Regions from separate parts of the Arachis hypogaea genome. Here region 1 is linked to region 2. The links are chromatin contacts, called in public Hi-C maps. All regions are on one chromosome and are shown on one strand. The core of a region is the stretch at or near the end of the contact, and the rest is flanking DNA. Distances in the headings are between cores, read along the strand shown. Region 1 holds the start of LOC112719976 (probable phytol kinase 3, chloroplastic). Region 2 holds the start of LOC112719975.

What was found. A called contact is a pair of places that touch in the nucleus more often than the background predicts.
Region 1: a contact with region 2 is called in a Hi-C map of leaf, with 2.7 times the contacts expected there. The contact joins the promoter of LOC112719976 here to the promoter of LOC112719975 in region 2. A contact is called at or near these places in 3 of 8 Hi-C or Micro-C datasets (all in leaf).

Annotation. Positions count from the first base shown.
Region 1 is chr11:4,503,118-4,505,817 of arahy.Tifrunner.gnm2.J5K5, reverse strand. LOC112719976 (probable phytol kinase 3, chloroplastic) reads right to left here and starts at 1,373. Exons shown (of 6, transcript XM_025770745.3): 1 at 939-1,373. The coding sequence starts at 1,304.
Region 2 is chr11:4,256,316-4,259,015 of arahy.Tifrunner.gnm2.J5K5, reverse strand. It overlaps LOC112719975, which reads right to left and starts at 1,380. Exons shown (of 2, transcript XM_072205827.1): 1 at 1,060-1,380; 2 at 590-952. The coding sequence starts at 1,380. The coding sequence ends at 590. It overlaps LOC112719973, which reads left to right. Exons shown (of 7, transcript XM_072206342.1): 4 at 1-219; 5 at 577-697; 6 at 790-877; 7 at 1,071-1,569.

The DNA.
Region 1 (2,700 bases), core at 124-2,623, 250 kb before region 2:
AAAAACCAAGCACTACCATCTTTGAAAGATAGCACTCACTAGATGCTACCGGCCTACTACACAATGAAAGATAATACAAATCTTAAGTTATGAATTTAATAGAGAGCAACATCTAAGGAAGTCAGGAACTAATACCAACAAAAATCTCATAGTGACAGATTCCAATAATCTCTCTGAAAAAATGCAATGTGTGTCAAAATGAACTTGCACATGTAACAATGCAGATGAAGGGGAAGACCTATCAGCATATTCATAATAAGTGTTACTAAGGCATCTAATAATACATTTTTTCTATTCCCTGTAAAAGAAGTCAAGAAAAGACATAGAAACAAAATAAATGCTTTGGATTCATAACTTGATTTCTACTATCTTAACTATGGAAACAAAAAATCTTTAAAATCTATTTCTTGTTCCTACTTTCGGTTCACCGAATTCTGAAAACTGAGGGAACTAGGAACCAAATAAGAAACAAGAGATGTTTCTTGAACACCCATATTTAAGATGTTCAAAATAACATCACTCATTGAAGAGAACATGAACTTTTGGGATGAAATTTGAAGAACAATAAATGGAAACAGGGGAAAAAAAAGAAAAAAAGAAAAAACAGAAATCAAACAGAAACCTGCCTAACTACTCTGCATCAACCTTGACTAAAACTAAACAATTGAATTCAAAATTCCTCTTCATTATGCAAAGGATCACAGATATGCATTCAATTAACAAAGGAAACACTTCATTAATGCTTAGCTTGCAATGATTCCTAAACAATGTTTTTTGTTACCACTTTCCAACTAACCCTATTGTCACACTAAACCCAACTACCATTGAAATTGCAAGAAATGCAAAAAAGGGGAAAGCAAAAAAAGAATCTCTTTTTTAATCTACATACCCCAAAAATTGAGATAATTGAAGAATCCAAAGAAGGCGTTTGAAGAAACCTGGTCAAAGAGGGATCGTTTAGCGGTCTCTTCAAACAACCTAAGGAAGGAGAAGGCGATAGCACCAGACACAGCAAGAGCACAGATGTCGGAGACTAGAGGGTTTTGGTGGAGCATGGTTGCAGGCACGGCGAATTTCCGGCGAGCTTGCGGTGGTTGCGTTGTGAGAGTCAAAGAAGAAGAAGAACAGGGTTTGAAAAGGGTTAGAAATGGGGTTGAAAAAGAGGAGGGTTTAGTGAGAGAAATGGGAATGGAAATGTGTGTGAAACGGTGAAGTGGGTCAAATCTTTGAAAGCAGCATGTGAGGGTGGTGGTGCTGCTTCTACAAATCATGGTGAGAGTAATGGGAGTGTGAGTGAGAGACATGCAAAGGTTCAATCAAACACAAGTAATTTTTTATTGCATATTTGCATCCGATTCAGTTCAATTGTGTTTTGGTTTAATTCTGTTTTTGGATTTTTAACTAAACTACAAATTTAGGTGCAGTTATTTTTAAGTAAAATTAAAAATTAAAAATTATTAAATAATTTAATTGATTGAGTTGTGATCTAACTATATTTGAATTTCCATGCATATCCAATCTGTCTTTGGTTTTAACATCCTATTGAATCTACCGTATTGAATGAGAATGAGAACTGTACTTCTGAAGTTCTGAATTAGGATTAGTTAATTTTTTTTTTTTTTACATCTGATTATATTAATTCTGCTGACAAATTAAAATTTTATCCAATATTTCTATTTTATTCTTTTATTCTTGTACCAAAACTATGAGCAATATTAGATAGGAGATACAGATGAATTTTCTCAATTTCTTTAGTTAATTTTTATGAAGTATGATTTTATATTATAAAAAAGTTTTTAAATATATCAGTATACCAATATTTCAATAATTTTTAACGGTTGATTTTAATTACATATATTATTTATATTTTTTTTGAACCAAAAGAAGTTCAACATAGTAAAGTGGAGCAAACAAACTAAACAACAAGTACTACATAGAAATACATAAAATTTCTGTCATTTCTGACATTGCCATCAATAACCAAAAGGATCACTACCCGTCTATTCTTTGTAGCTCAGAAACGTCCTCCTTTCTACGAACGTAACACCTGCTTCTTTATTATTGAAAATCCTAGCATTACGTTCCATCCAAATGTTCCAAATCACTGTAAAGAACTCAGTCAGCCACTTCTTCTGCTTTTGTTTTCGCTTATGCCTGCCAATTCAACTCTCAAACAGTTCTCTTATGGTTCCACGAATAGCCCAATCTTCACCAAAAGACCTCAACCAACTGCACCACACCTGCCATGTTAGTTCACATAGAAAAAATAAATACTGCACTGATTCTATATCCTTCTTACATAGTACATAAATATTATCACTGTGAATAATAACGTCTAGCCTACTCAATCTCTCTTTGGTATTAACTCTACCCACAAGCACAAACCATCCAAAAAACTCAATTCTCGGAGGTACCACTCCTCTCCAAATTGAACTTGTGAAACTGTAGCTCGTTATCTCATCTGACAAAGTCTCCGATTGTAGGATCTACATAACAGATTTGGTAGAAAAAATCTCTTTACTATCAAACTTCCACACCATATTATCCTGTTTACCATCTGACAACTTCACCGGCCTTAACCTCTCATGAAACTGGTGGACAAGTTCCAGCTCCCATTGGAACAACTCTCTTCTCCACTGGAAATTCCATATCCACTCGAACCCATCCCAAAATCCACAATCCCCTATCATAGATTCTTGT
Region 2 (2,700 bases), core at 131-2,630:
GCAATTCAGCTTGTAAACAAGTGGGACCTATGGTGGAGTTGTCTGAACTCTGAACTCTGAACTGAAAGTATCAAGTGCTTGGTTTGTGGGATATCTGAGTTCCTCGGGTTTTACATGAATTGGTTTATTTCTTTCTGGTGGCATCAAGAGGTTCAGGCAAAGACTACTATACTTCATTACTGGTACCAGCTTATTACGATGTGAATAAGGAAATACCCTGTATGGCTTTTCATTTATTGATTAATGATTCTAAATGTACAGTTCCAAAAGCTATGATGATATATATATATATATATATATGTAAAGAACTTCATGAGCATCACATGGTAACTCTGTTACTCTGGGTTTGGTGATTATAGTTGTATCACCGAAATCAGCTACTGTTGATGCCAAATCAAAGCCGTGTGATGTTATCAGTCCCAAGTTGTAAGCCCTCACTTGGGTTTATTGCATCACACACAATGCATCAATGGTATTACCCTTGCGGTGAATCACAGTAAAATTGAACTTCAGTTATTTTCCTCATTGTTAGTCTTTCTCGTTCTCCCAGTTTCCGATGACATGTTTTGTTCATAGATGAACTGAGAAGTTAAAGCCACAAGAATAGCGAAAAGAACTGCAACCTTTCTCCAATCAGTGGAGATGAAACAGCAATAGCCTTGACTATTCCGATGCCCAACAAGCCAATGAAGAAAAGGTAAACATACCGCCTGGCTTTTCCACCAGCTTTTTCTCTAATTAAATCTTTGATCTTTTGTGCTTCCACCTTGGCTTGTGCAATATCAACAGGGGTCTTCTTTCTGAGGTTCTTGAAGAACAAGCCTTCATTTCTGTCGTCCTCCATTTGAACTTCAAATTCCTTGAGCTCGTTTTCACGGTTTGAAATCTCTTGTCTGTTAAGTTCTGTAGATTCTTCGAATTCTAGCATTTTGCGCTCTATGTTTGCTGTTATCTGCTAACCACAAAAGAATAGTGTAAGCGGATAGTTACTGAAGTTCTTTTCTTATGGATTTTCTTTCATGCTACACATGATTTATGTGGTTTAACTAAATATCATACTCTGGCATCAGCTTCATCTAATCCTTTGAGGGCCTCTTCTCCAATTTTCTCAAACTCAACTATGGCTTCTTTGCTAAATTGGGTCAAATATGCGGACCGCTTGTCTACATAATCCATTAGGCGGATCTTTTGAGCTTCAAGCATGGCAATTTGTGCTGGCAACTCTTGTTGGCGAGTATCACCAGGTTGGGAATCAGACTCGTTAGACTTGCAGCGGCCGAAGATGGAACTTCTTTTGTTTTGGAGGAGCCCTGTGCAGTGGATATCATACTTGCTATTGGTAGGACTGAAAGAAGGATGAATGGCTTTGAGGGCAATCATCCTTTTGTTACCGTGAAAGTATGTATTCATAACTCAAGGTTGAAATAGAGAAAATTAAATGAAAGGGGGAGAAATGGGGTGCAACGTCTTTTGAACCTTTTGTTCTCTGTACATTATCCATTTAAATAATGATGGTGATGTTTTTGTCCAATATAAAAAGGAATAGGATACTCTGTTTTATGCTCTAAATGCCTTTTAGTTTGGTATGATCTTGGGAAATTCTATTTTGGTCGACGAAATTTCATTTTGGTTGTGCATGGGGATTCTATTTTCTAACCTATTCAGTTTTGGATATCATAGTCATTTTTGGGTCATTTTTTATTCTAACTCACCTCATGGAGTGTTGATGTCGCTATTCTTTACCATGCTGGAGGTAACCAAAACGATGTCATTTTGGTTTGGCGTCCATTGTTGGGCAAAATTACGCCATATGAGTGCAAATATGAATCAAAAACAGTTTGTGATCAAATATAGAAATTCGTTCGCCTTCTACACTTCCACTATCATTCTTCTTCTTTTCTTCTTCAATAGCAAAAAGCTTAGGATTCGGTTTCTTGGGATATTTAAGAAAAAGCTTAGGATTCGGTTTCTTGGGATATTTTGTGTTGCAACGATGGCAGTGACAACTTGTGGGTTAGATTATCTTCTACTCATTTGGAAGCAAGCATTTGCAGCATTATCATATGTAATGATGGTAACTTTTGTTTTTTCTTTAAGTATTGATTATTTCATATAGATAATATAATTTATATATACCGATTTATAAATTCTGAACCCTAAATTATAAACACTAAATCATAAATAATTGGTAATAATCGCTAAGATACATTAATAAAACAATTTAACTACAGAACCAAGGATTTTTGTCAATTAAGTCCAACTAAGTTGATCTAAATTCAACAAAAACAACTTTAATCACACTAACGTCTAAACACGCGCGTTTAAATAATGCAAAACATATCCATCTTCGTCTTCTCCTTCTCCTTCTCTGTTTACTTCTCCTCCTTCTTTTAAATTCGCGCACGCAGCTTCTTCTTTTTCTCTTTCGTTATTGTCATCACCAACACCAACATTTTGCCAACATCTTTATTGGTTTTGATTTTCTCTTGGTGCCATCATTAAATAATTTTGGTTCATTTTTTAGTTTATTACAATTCATTTGTGTTAATTGAGGTTCATCTAATGCTGCTGATAAGAATTAACCAAATTTGTTTATTTCTTAAGTAACTTCGGTTCATTTCTTAGTTTATTAAGGTTCATTTGGATCTAGAAATGAATTCGATGTGTGTTAATTGAGGTTCACTTGATGTTGCTGATAAG